2 separate regions of the Sus scrofa genome follow, and region 2 is linked to region 1. Evidence: chromatin contacts called from public HiChIP or PLAC-seq data. All regions are on one chromosome and are shown on one strand. Each heading gives the region's core, a stretch centred on a gene start, on an enhancer-like site or on the middle of the called end of the contact. The rest is flanking DNA. Distances are from core to core; before and after follow the strand shown. Region 1 overlaps ITPR1 (inositol 1,4,5-trisphosphate receptor type 1). Region 2 has its middle 43 kb from the start of ARL8B.

Region 1 (6,238 bases), core at 1,922-4,421:
TTTCCAGCTAGGGTGACTGGAAGGGTGGTGGTGGGGAGTCCACTGACCTAGATGCAGAATGCACCCTCCAGTGGGTGGAGGACAGGAGCTGACACGCGTGCTTGGGGTCACGTGGACTTAAAGCCCACACAGCTAGAAATGCCTAATGGGGATTTGCACAGAAATCCGGAGACTGGTGGAGAGGTGGGACCAGGAGCTGTACCTCAGGGAGAAGTTGGCATAAATGGGAGCCGAAAGCCATGGGAATGGACAAGGTCACCCAGGGAGCTTGGAGAAAAAAGTGACACACAGGCTGGAGACCGGGTGGCAGCATTTCACATATTGTAAGGTTAGCTGTCTAGATTCTGCTAAGTCTTGGTGTTCACTACTAGGAAAGCCTCTACAGGAGGCAAGGAAATAGCACAGCACGAGGCCATTGGGAAGGGACTGACACAGAACGTGGCACTCTGGGGTCAGACGGTCAGAGAGGGCTTTCAGATAGAAGCGCCGGACTCCTGAGCCACATACACAGATCCCTGGAGGAAGGGGCCACCTGAGCCTGTGCAGAAAGGTGGTAAACAAGCTGACAGAATGTACTGTGGTAGAGGCAGTGAAGGAAAAAGGGAGATCACCACCACCCCAACCCTTGACCAAAAAAGGAAATAAAAACTAGAAGCCTCTTTCCCTGAATTCCCATTTACTAGCTGAGTAAGTGACCACCCTCTCTGGAGACTTAGGATATTAGTCATCTGCTGGGTAGTTGCCTCAAGCCTAGCATTGCTCTAACAGGGGGTGAAGAACACCGAACAAAGGGGTTAAGACATGGTTCTCTTCCTTAAACAACTTTCTATCTAAACAGCAAAGATTCCACGCCCACGGGGGCTGGCAGAAGTTTTCTGTAAATGGCCCCAAGGTAAATATTCTAAGGATTTGCTGGCCATTCCATCTCTGGTACAACCCCTCAACTCTGCCCTTGCAGCATGAGAGCAGCTGGAGACAGACTAAAGGAGTAAGGATAGCTGTTCTAATAAAACTTTATTTACAAAAGCAGGCGGCAGCTGGATTCGACCTTCCAGCCAAGGTTTGCCAACCCTGGACTAACCTGTCATAGGAGAGGAGAATCTGGTGTCAGCATGCAAGTTTGGAAGAGCACTCTATCCTCAGAAGGACTAGAGAAAGTTAGGAAGAGGAAGAAAGGACAATTCAGATGTGCTGTGGATTGGATAGGATACAATGAAGTGATGGCTCAACTGACAACTATTTTCAAGTCTTCTCTGACATATTTTTGGTGGTCCTTTGTCAAATTTTGGAGATTGTGGAAAACTTGAGGTTTCCTCTGAGGATAGTTTCTCTTAGAAACTAATTCCTACAATTCCCACTGCAGCGCAATGGATTAGGTTGCTTAGGTTGCTGCAGAGGTGTGGGTTCAATCCCCAGCCCAGCAGAGTGAGTTAAAGAATCCAGTGTTGGTCATAAGTGCAGCTGAGATTCAATCCCTGGACTGGGAACTTCCACAGGCTGTGGGTATGGTCAGAAAAAAACAAACAAACAAACAAACAAAAAAAACCTTAATTCTTGCTTATGGGTCTTATAGAAAGGAAGGAGAAACACTTTGTTTCCAAAGATTCCCCCCAGCTCCTCAACAACTGCCATCCTCTGAGAGAAGGCCAGAAGCAGGGATATATGCAATCATTCATTTCTGCCTACACTGGTGGTTCAGCTACTCGGGAAAGGAGAAAACGTAGCCTGGGTTTCCAGTTCCTCTACAGGCACAAGCCAGGATAACTAACCTTCCCCTCAGACTACCTCAAAAGGACTGAGCTTCTCGAACCCAAGTGACAAGGAACATGCTGACTATCTTTGCAAGAATGTCTTGCCCTGAACTTCAGAACCTGGTGCCAGTGGGTCCAGGCATCTTCTCTTGTTACTTGGAGAGTTGTGGGCAATCATGCAAGTCTTACACTCCCAACCATGGGAGCTTCTTTGGGATTTTGGGTTTTCACTTCCAAACCTGGATCTAGATCAAAGACTCCTGTTCAATGACATGCCAGTTTCCTGGGAATGGAGAAGAAAGATGTATGTCCGCAGATGACTGGGACCAAAAAGTGACATAATAATGATAATAATAACACAGAGAAGGAAAGGAAAGGTCCTGGGTCAGGGAGCAGTTAACTGCATTGCCCGTTGCTTTCGGCTTCACCTGTAACATCTGTTAGTGTAAATACCTGATAACTGAGGCGATGAAGACTTCCCTGCCTCCTGGGCCTCTAAAATCACTTCAAACATAGAAACAGTCAGAGAGATGGAGGTGAATTGTGTGTGAAAACAACATAAATAGCACAGCCCCCAGGCTCACTGGATCATCAACCATGACACAGAAGCAAAATTTAAGAAGTTGGATTTTTGACAGAAAAATTTAATAAAATGAACCTCATTTTAAAATAATCAAGGCAGCATTAATACAAATAATCACTGCCTCATTTTGAGAGCCTTCTAGGACCCTGGCTTTGAGTGAGGCACTTTCTGTGAATCACCTTCTTCTGGGCAGGAGCTGGGCTGAGCGGTCAAGGGCACTGCCCCGAGCCCTGAGGGACTGAGGAGACAGGAGTGGAACAGGCCTTCCTGCTCCACCACACCAGCCCCAGGGCAGCAGCTCCTTCCTGCAGCTCTACCTGACATTACTCTCTTTAATCCTCTCAACATGAGCAAAAGGGAGGGACTCAGTTTTTCCAATTCTCTTTTCACAAGTGAGAAAACTGAGTTTCAGCGTGTCCTGAGAAAGTCCAAGGTCACCCTGCCGGTTGGAACTCCAGCCCAGGTGTTTCCGCTTTGGAAGCCAAGTTCCTTCTCCTGCACGCCTGCCCTACTGGGTAGTGTCCCCCCAAGTCCCTGACCCCATGCCACCCACTCACCATGGAGGGCCCACTGGCAGCACCTACAAGCCCTCCCTGAACCAGGCCAGGGTGCTTTGCTGTCCAGACCCTTGTGGTTTCCGCTGAAGGGCAGAGTGCCTGGGGGAGCCTGCTGGGGCCCCACCACCTGCCTCCCTCTTACTGTCATGGTAACACCCCCCACGCCAGGGAGAAAGCAGGCTCCTGACTCTGATGCTGGCCACACTCTTCTCCCACATGGATAAAACCCGAGGTCAGAAAACACCGCTCAGAAGTGACTCATTTCTGACTTCTCTGCCAAACACAACACCCTTTTACGTAACTCGCTTGCACACCACTCTCCTCCTCCTGGGGTGGCTGCCCTGTCAAACCAAGGCTGATCTTCCTCACCAGCTGGCCCCCCATTTCCAGCAAAGGCAAAGCAAACTGCTTCTCACCCTCCCACCCCCGCTCCCCGGGGTCAGAGGGGGGTCTCCAGCGTGCTCTCTCCTCAGTGCCTTCTGTGGTGACTTCTTCTGGAAGGGGTGGGAGATTTCCTATCTAACACTGGCTCCTGGCCTGCTGTCTCAAGCCAACCTCAAAAAAAAAAAAAAAAAAAAAAAAAAAAATGTGGTGAGGGAAAGGCCCTTGGACGAGGGATTTCTCTCTCATCTCATCTCTCAGCTGAATCCGCAGCCAGCTTCCTGACAGAGCACTTCTCACAGTTTCCAACTCATACTGTGTACGTGCAGAGAAGAAAATCCTTTTTGGGTGTGTCTGGAGGCTAGACTTGGCATAGGAAGAGCCTTGGGCAGCCATTTGATACATGCAATTTGCTGTGCTTCTGCAACCGGAAACAATTAATCCCCCCCACCACCAAATCTTTTTGGATCTGTCCCCTTTATTTGCTGAACGGTTCTCTGTGGTCAGATCAGCACATATATCCTCAACCATCTGTATGTGCTTAAAACACCCCAAACACTAGGTGTGTTGAAAGATCCATTCTACTCCTTCTCTGCCCCAGGTGAGACCAGCCTCTGTGTTCCTGTAGGAAAGAGGAAGTGGGGGAACATTCCCCCGGGTGCTGGTGGGAACATCTCAGGAGGAAGGAAACACACAAAAATTGGCAAGGACTCGGAGGACGGATATGCAAGTGCCATGAGACTTGCTGAGCCCCTGCATGTGCCAAAAATTAATTCACAAGCAAATGCTTATTTTATAGTTTCCCACTTTGCTACAAAACATCAAGCAGAAAGGAAAGATTTCTTCTGGGGGCTGGTAGGAAGTGGGTGGCACTGGAGAGGGCAGAAAGAAAGCAGGAGTTACTCTTAAAGGGAAGCTTGATCCCATGGCTCCACGATGTCACCTGTTCCAGGGGACCCCCCGGGGGGCAGTCCCACCTCCTTGTTCCTGTAAGCAGGGGATAACACCATGAAGTCTGAGCCACTCTGACGGCACCCAGGGAGGAGAAGTTTGGGAGGTGATATCCATCCTCAGATGTTATCACCATCACAGAAGCCAGGGCAGGGACAGAAGAGACTGGAAGACTTGGAGTCCACTGTGTCAGGCCAGGAAATATCCTCAGTTTGGCTGCCAGGCATTTCAGGGCTGAAGTGATGATGTGACAGATTGCAAGGCTTCAGGAGAAGGAAGTAATTCTCCCTGTGAGAGTTCCTAGTAAGCACGGTAGGCCCTTAGTTTTGGATTCCCATCAGCTGAATTCTCTTAGAACTTCCGAAGAGCTATGGTCCCCAGTGAACTTATCCTCAGTATAAGGGTGAATTTTCACATATCCTCAAAAGGGGAAGGACATGAGTTGACACTTCTGCAAAGATGGGACTGAACTTTCAGGGGGAACAGAGCTCCCCAACAGCAGGGACGATGGTGTCTTCCTTTTTTGCAGCTATAGCACCCAACTCAGGGGCTTGACTGACCTATGGTAGGTGTTCATCAATTATAACTGGGATATGTGGGGGGGGGATGTTCTCTGCAGGGGACCCCCACAACTCCCTCTCCCCTTGGTGAACACATCCAGTTCACACCAAGAGGTGCAAGTCTTCTCCCCTCCCTCTGAGGCTGGGCTCATCGTCTCTCTGGCACTTTGACTGGTACAATATGGCGGACGCGTTATACAAGGAGTCCAAGCCCAGGCGTTAAAATGACTGGTAGCTCCTACATCTCACTTCCCCAAACACAATTTCTTAGAAGCCAGCCGTCATACTCTAAGAAGCCTAAACCACACAGAGAGGCCACATGGAGGAGAACCAAGGTGACAGCCCCCGCTCAGCAACCAGCTGAGAGCCAGCACCTGTGCCACAGTCATACAAGGGGCCATCTTGGCCATTTCTGCCCAGTCAAGTCCCTGGTGACCACAGCCCCAGCCAGGACCACCCAGAGGAAGGAGACCCACCCAGCTGAGCCCACACCCACAGAAACACAACAAGTGTCAGAACAGCCATTGCTTTAAGCCCCTATGTTTTGTGACATTTAGTTAATCAACAGTAAGACAACTAAAACAGGTGGTGGGGGAGGAGGGGACAGGAAGCACGTGACACTTAGCTCAGGCTCTGTCTGGTTCTGTATCTCTGAGGAAGTCACAACCCTCCTTGACCCCCCATTTCCCTCATCTCCATAATGGGGTGACACACACTCAGCACCCCTCACAGACCAACCAGGAGACTCAGACAAGACAGCCAGAGGAAAAGTACTTCATAAAAAAAAGCCAAAAAGCAACTGGATGCTGTTCCCATTTGTCTTCTCTGCTGAGCTCTGCAGCCATAAGCCCACCCCTGGCCCACATACATCTCTGGCTTTGGAGATGACAAGGTGTTGCCTTCTGAAACCAAGAAAATCATCTTCCTTTATAAAGCACCTGCCTTCTTCTTGGAATCTTTATCATCCTCCTGAGGAAGGAAGCTGTTACAGGCAAGGAGGGGTTTGGGGAGCCAAGCTGCCTTGGTTCAAACCTTGGCTCTGCTACTTCCCGCTTGCATGATGAGGGACAAGTTCCTCAACTACTTTGGGCTTTAGTTTCTGCACCTACCTCCTAGGGAGATTGTGAGGGTTAAATAAGTTGATACGTGAGAAGAACTTGAGCCTAGTTCCTGGTCCACAGCAAGCCCTTAATAAATGCTGGTCATCATCATCACGTTATGGTTTATACTTAAGTTTTTTTTTTTCCTTCCCTTTTTAGGGCCACATCTGTGGCATGTCGAAGTTCCCAGGCTAGGGGTCGAACCGGAGCTACAGCTGCCAGCCTATCCCGCAGCCATGGGATTCAAGCTGAGTCTGTGACCTACACCACAGCTCACAGCAACCCTGGATCCCTTACCCACTTAGCGAGGCCAGGGATCAAACCTGCGTCCTCATGGATACTAGTCAGATTCATT
Region 2 (7,159 bases), core at 1,338-3,837, 290 kb before region 1:
GAGATGCCCTCCCTGATTACTTTGTCTAAAGTGGCCTTGTTGGAGTTGTGGCACAGAGGGTTAAGGATCCAGGGTTGTCACATCAATGGCTCAAGTCGCTGCTGTGGTATGGGTTGGTTCCCTGGCTTGAGAACTTCCACATACCACAGGTGTGACCAAAAAAATAAATAACAAGTAAAGTAGCCTCTTTTTCTAGTCTGTAGGCGATCACACTACTTTATCCTTCAGAACACTGGCTCCAATTGTAAATGAGGCTGACTGCTATTTCCTCATTTGTTTGCACCAGAATATAAGTTTTTGTTTCCCACTATTTTACCTCAAATCTACCAATCCCAAAGTTACAGGAGATTTCAAAGGGGAGGGGAAAATTAATTCATAAGAACCCATAAACTATATTTTCCACTAAAATCATCCTCTTGTTTTCCTTCAAAACACCGTTGGCATTCCTGCTTTGGAATTTTCTCCAGACAACTACTGAAAACACTTGATCACAACGTGGTTCTAAACGGGCTGCGATATAGAAAGTGGGAAAGCACGTGTTTTAGAACAGTATTGTGATATAATCTCATTTCTTAAATTGAAGAAGTACATGAAAATTTCTCTGACCTTACCTGAACATACCTCCCTCACACACGCACACCTTGCCTCGCTATCCGTGAGGAACTGGCTCCAGGCGAACACCAAAGCCTGCAGATGCTCAATCCCCGCCTTTAAAACTGCGCAGTGCAGGCGCACCATAGTCTGGCCTCTGCGTCTGCAGGGTACGCATGCGCCTTTCAATTTGCTCTGCTGCTGGTCAAATGCGCAGATGTGGACCCCCCAATACGAGTGCTGCCTGTGTGGGTTTGTTTTTTTTTTTAATTTTATAATGATTTTTTTCCCCATTATAGCTGGTTTACAGTGTTCTGTCAATTTTCTACTGTACAGCAAAGTGACCCAGTCACACATACATGTATATATTCTTTTTTTCTCACATTATCATGCTCCATCATAAGTGACTAGATAGAGTTGCCAGTGCCTGACTGTGTTTTTAAGTCTAGAGGGAGACTCACTAAATTAACAGTGTTTACTGTAAGGCGAGGAAAAGTTTCAAAACCCGATCTTAACTCTTCTCAAAGTGGGATTCCTAAGGGGATAAGTTTGGAAGCAGCAAGGCTCAGTTTCACCTGGAATGTATCAACACACGCCCCCCTGCAGTTCATAGCCCCTGTACTCTGTTGAATTGTGCAGTGGCAAATCCTTGTTGATAGGTTTTCGCTGATACCCAGAGGAGGAGGTTTCATTTTCTGCTATAGTACACACTGCTGTATTATTTAAATTCAGTATGACACCATGCACACCAAGCGCACATCACCTATCTGTCAAAATTTAGTTCATCTCCATACTGAGCATCTACTATTGCCCCGTACTAAGTGCTGGGAGAGAGAGGCAAAGATGGATAAAAATCCCTGCCCCCAAATATCACAGCCCATGGCCAAGAGTATCATTTTTCAGGAATTCTCTTTTGGCTCAGCGGGTTAAGGATCCCGCAGTTCTCACTGTGGCAGCTTGGGTTGCTGCTCTGGAGCAGGTTTGCTCCCTGGCTGGGGAACTTCCAAATACTCCAGGCAGGGCCAAAATATATTTGTAAAATTATTTAGTTGGATCACCCAGCTTGGTCATGTCAATTTGGTCTGAAAAACTGTTGACTCTTTACAAATATCAAAATCTTCCCCAAAGAACAGAACCCTAGAAAATTCTCAACATGAGGAATGGAATAGGAAAGTCTAGAGCAAAAATAGCCGATAAAGTCCTTGCTTGCCGGGGAGGCTTGGCTAGGACTCTCATTTATATGCTGTGTAAATTTTGGCACCAAAATAGAAGTCAACCTTATTTTCTTAAAACTGTAGTTCATAGTTCCATTGCAACCCCTTTTTCTTAAAACAAGTATTTTTGTAACACTGCCCTTACTATCCGGAACTGAAATTCACAGCTAGTATAATATACCTACGAAAAATTTTTTCTAAAAATCAGCATATTGTTCTGGCATATAAAGGAAAATAAGACACAGTCAACAGTATAATATGTATGTCATGGGAGTTCCCCTGTGGCTCAGTGGTAACAAATCTGACTAGCATCTGTGAGTACTCAGGTTCCATCCCTGGTCTCGCTCAGTGAGTTAAAGGATCTGGCGTTGCAATGAGCTGTGGTATAGGTTGCAGATAGGGCTCTGATCAGGTGTTGCTGTGGCTGTGGCATAGGCCGGCAGCTGTAGCTCCCATTCAACCCCTAGCCTGGGAACTTCCATATGCTGAGGGTGTGGCCCAAAAATGCAAAAAAAAAAAAAAAAAAAGTATAATATGTATTTCAGTATGAAAGTGCTCAGCTGATTCAAGAATCAGTGAGTAGTCAAATGTTTGTACCTACTTTTCATGAATTTTACTTTTCATGCCTGGATTTCAGAGGAGTTAGACCACATTTAACTGAATATTGTTGACCCTTTTACCTTATACTTGCTATTTCCAAATAAGGGCTAGACAGGCATACAGAGACTCTCCATGAATGAAATAGCTAAAAGTGAAGACTGATGCAATTATGTGGCTCTGGTGACTCAGATCTTGAGAGTGGTGCTGCCATTAATGACATAATTTTCCAAAATGGCAAAGTACTCTTGGTAAAGTGCTAGAGACTTCCTTCCATTTTTATAACAGTGGCATTCCTGGGAAGCTCAGTGGCTGGTGGAAAAAAAAATTAGGATCTATGCTCAGAAAATGAAAAATAAGTTCTCACTTGTGTCAGTTGTGGGGCATTTTAAATCCTGACAGGACACAAGACAACTCTTTGCCCCACAGGCCTGTCTCACCCTGCTCCCCAAAGCCAGAAAGCCACAAGACTTCCCCATCTCTACCCCCACAGCCCTGCAATCCTTGTAAAAACCAAAAGCAATGTCACAAGGAAACCTCGCCTAAGGATGGTGCCATCCCCATTGAGAAACACTTCCTTGCCATCACAACCCTTAAGAGAATTTCAGGTCTTTTGGTCACTCTTTGGGTTACCAAGGGGCCTACTCTGAACCCTATCACCCAGATGGGAGTCAGAGGGTCAATAGGAGTCAGAGAAGCAGCAGTCAGGCAAGTGGAGGGGCCTGAGAAGAATTGATGGTGACTCTGGAGAGAAGAGATATGTCCCTGTGAATGACAGGCTGAACCTCAGGCAGTGGGCGACACTCCAGCTCCAGAGAGCACACCTTACTGATGGCAGGAGGGCACACAGCCAGCAGATGACAGAACAGAGAGAGGCCTTGCATGTAAGAACAAGAAGGTGAGCTGAAGCCACAGGAAAGCATGGGCCCTGGAGCACCCACAAGGCCACCCACAAGACAAGACCCCAGTAGGAGGATCACAGTCTAAGGACAGTTCCAGAAATTGACAGAGAGCTGAATAGAGGGAACAGAGGGCATTGGCTAAGAACTTGGGCTCTGGGAACAGATGGGTTCAAATCTCAGCCTTGCCACTGCTGAGAAGTGTGACTTTGGGCCAGTGGTTTGACCTCTCTTTGCCATCTGTGAAATGGGCACCAACAGCAGTCCCTACCATGCAGGGTTGTTCTAGGGGTGTGATGACATCATAGGGAAGATGCTTAGCAGGCTGCTTGGTGGCCAGCAAGCTGTTCAAGAGCAGGATTCTGTCCAGCTCTGCTGCCCTTTGAACCTGGAGAACTTCACATGGAGGAGCCACAGTTCAGTTTTAGTCAAGGGAACCAGGGGTGCATGTGGAAGGCAGCCATTCTCCCTGTTATGAAGGAGCCAGTTTCTGGGTGGAGGTAGGAAGGGGGGCTTGGTTCTTTTATGTGTGTGTGTGTGTTTTGTCTTTTTTTAGGGCCACACCCATGGCATATGGAGGTTCCCAGCTAGGGGGTCTAATGGGAGCTATAGCTGCCAGCCACAGCCACAGCCACAGCAATGTCAGATCCGAGCCGCATCTGTGACCTGCACCACAGCTCACAGCAACACCAGATCCTTAACCCACTGAGCGAGGCCAGGGATCAAACCACAACCTCGTGGTTCCTAGTCGGATTCGTCTCCGCTGCATCACAATGGGAACTCCGGGGCTCAGTTCTTTACTGGGACACCAGATCACAGGCAGAACAAGAAGAGGAAACCACATCACCTGAGTAACAGAACCAGGGCTCCCCAAATCTCTGGTCTCAGTGCTTGGGGGTCACTGAATGCCCAGGAGAAAGCCTCACAGCCCCCATATCCGTGAAGGGAGAGCTGTGGGACCAGAGAGCTGCAGGTGAGTGAAACCCAGGGAGGAAGCCTTAGCTAGACACAAAGGAACCTGCAGCCATGTGACCACAAGACAAGTCTGGGGGTCTGTCTCCTTCCCTCTGGGAACAGTCCACATCAGAACTAAAGGTACCAAGGGAGGGGAAAGTAGGCTAGCCCTGGCCCCTGCCCCTCCCTGGCTCTGGATCACATCACTTCCCACAGTGTGTGCTGAGCTTCAGCCACACTGGCCATTTCCTTGTTTCTCAAAAACACTAAGCTTCCTCGCCCACATCCCAAACCAGTCACTCTTTGGCTGGCTAATTTCTGTTCGCCCTTCAGGTCTCAGTTCTAACATCACTTCCTGGAAGAGGGTGTCCCTAAACCGTCAAGCTAGGTGCAGTGGCCTTCTTACCCTTTTCCTCACGGTGCCCAGCCTTTTCCTTCTTAGCATCTATTATAATGACAATTATTGTTGGTGTAAGAATTTGCTCAGGGTCCATCTCTCTCACTAGACCGGATACTCCTGAAGGCAGACAGTACATCAAGTCCATTAGCCTGTATCCTGTGGCATATAGCCTGGTGCCTGGTAGACAGTTAATGCTCAGTGGATGTCAGGGGAAAGACGACGAACTGGAAGGGGAAGGAATCCCGAAATTCAGAACAGGGTCACTGTCCTAAAAGATAGTCAGATCCATAGACACACACTCTTTGAGAAAAACTAGGCCACCGACATTCCTGATTGAATATTCACTTGGCAGCAATTTCTCATGCTATTTCAAGGCCTAGCACACAGCAAAGATCAATGCCATTGTCTCCTCTGCAACACAAGTGGCTGTGGTCGCAAATACTCTGATTTATGCCCCCTCCTCCTGATGTCCAGCCGGATGCCATGAATGACGCCGGGCATATGATCCCTTTGATCTTGCTGTGAGAAAATATATTTAGGGAGTTCCTGTTGTGGCTCAGTGGTAATGAACATGACTAGTATCCAAGAGGACTCAGGTTCAATCCCTGGCCTCATTCAACGGGTTAAGGACCCGGCATTGCCATGAGCTCTGGTATAGGCTGGCAGCTGCATCTCTGATTCAACTTCTAGCCTAGGAACTTCCATATTCCATGGGTGCAGCCCTTAAAAAAAGCAAAAAAAAAAAAAAAATTAGTACTCAATCCCAGGCAGACATGAAAGCTGAAAAATAGATTCTTTCCTTTCATCCATCACCACTGTGCAAACCTCGGCCAAACTCATATTTGCAGAGCAAGACACCTGAGCACCTTTTCTAGCCCACAGGGAAGAAATGACAATGCTTTTCTAGAAATCATTTCATTCTTTGTTTTTCCTTCTATAGAAGTTATCACTAACGGGGAGCTCATATCCTGTGCTTATAGAGCACAGACAGAGAACATGTGGCACTACAAGGCCAGTTCTTTTGAAGGCACTGATATGGCAATTATCCAACTTTTATTCTGAAAGCTAATTATCACCTCCAATCGCTGAACTTTAGTTCTGAAGCAAGTATGCTATTAAGTGCTTTACATAAATGATCCTATTTAATGCTTTCAGCCCCTCTATGGAACACATACTCTCATCACTTCCATTTTACAGATGAGTAAAACTGAGGCCTAAAAAGCTGAAGTAACCTCCCATACTCATGTGACCAGCAAGGCATAACAGTGGCATCAAACCCCTTTCTCTTTGCCCCAACAGCCTAGTCCCTGAAGTGCTACACTCTGTTGCAAGAATAAGTGGCATAATACCATTGTGGCTCAGTGGTAACACAAGCTATAGCATAGTTCACAGATGTGGCTTGGATCTGGCGTTGCCATGGCTGTGGCACAGGCCAACAGCTGCAACTCCAATTCAACCCTAGCCTGGGAACTTCCATACACCCCAGGTGCAGCTGTTAAAAAAAAAAAAAAAAAAAGTATAGGAGTTTCTGTTGAGGCGCAGCAGAAACAAACCTGACTAGGAACCATGAGTTTGCAGGTTCATCCCCAGCCTCACTCAGCAGGTTTAGGATCTGGCATTGCTGTGAGCTGTAGTGTAGGTAGCAGACGCGGCTCGGATCTGGCATTGCTGTGGCTCTGGTGTAGGTCGGTGGCTACAGCTCCGATTAGACCCCTAGTCTGGGAACCTCCATATGCCTCGGATGCGGCACTAAAAAACAAAAGACCAAAAAAAAAAAGGATAATTGCAGTTGACACAGTTCTTTGTTAAATCAGCTAGTTAACAGAGCAACAGTAGAGAACAACACTAACGAGAAGAATCATATCTAGGTGTTCAATGAATATTAGCTGCTACTGTTATTATTGTCATATTATGATCCTCGATTTAGAAATACTGTCTTGAAAGGAAGAAGTCGTCTCTCTAAGAGTCTTTGCTCTTTGGCCTTTACCCGGGGTCTGGTCATAAAGGCAGCTGTGTGTGTGACTTGAGCATCTGTCTATCAGCTGAGGTGGCCATTGCTCAATTGCTTGTTCCCCAAGGGTCAAGGGTTAACATCACATGGGCAGATGAGCACTGAAGTGAGATTTGAGGTGCACCCGTGAAGGTGACAAACCCCTGGCTTCTATTACTGGTTCCTAGAACTAGGCTGTTTCCCCACATTGAGCCCTGTTATGATTCATACAAAGTGAGAGCTGAGTGACCAATTCAAGTCTTTCTTGCTTTAAATATGCCGACCTGAAGACACCTTGGGGAAAGAGATGGGGCTTTTTTTTTTTCTCCAATGGCTGCACCTGTTGCATGTGGATGTTTCTTGGCCAGGGATTAAATCCAGGCTACAGCTGTGACCAATGGCTCAGCAGCAACATTGCCAGATACTTTAACTCACTGTGTCGGGCGGAAGATCGAACCTGTGCCTCCACAGTGACCTGAGCTGCTGTTGTCGGACTCTTAACCCACAGAACCAT

Evidence for each region. HiChIP or PLAC-seq counts read pairs in DNA pulled down with a chosen protein or histone mark.
Region 2: an H3K27ac HiChIP or PLAC-seq map of alveolar macrophages shows a contact between it and region 1. The contact joins two enhancer-like sites. A contact is called at or near these places in 1 of 47 Hi-C or Micro-C datasets (embryonic fibroblasts) and 1 of 2 datasets of contacts at active chromatin or transcription factors (alveolar macrophages).

The regions. Positions count from the first base shown.
Region 1 is chr13:61,300,369-61,306,606 of Sscrofa11.1, reverse strand. The region is part of intron 41 of ITPR1 (inositol 1,4,5-trisphosphate receptor type 1); the gene reads right to left. Among named protein-coding and RNA genes, the nearest start is that of BHLHE40, 220 kb to the left of the region's middle. Within about 2 kb of position 3,171, at least 44 of the 83 cell types and tissues checked have an H3K27ac peak or open chromatin away from gene starts, as enhancers often do. A contact at or near this core is called in alveolar macrophages, where this site is marked.
Region 2 is chr13:61,593,754-61,600,912 of Sscrofa11.1, reverse strand. No RefSeq gene overlaps it. Among named protein-coding and RNA genes, the nearest start is that of ARL8B, 43 kb to the left of the region's middle. Within about 2 kb of position 2,587, at least 4 of the 83 cell types and tissues checked have an H3K27ac peak or open chromatin away from gene starts, as enhancers often do. A contact at or near this core is called in alveolar macrophages, where this site is marked.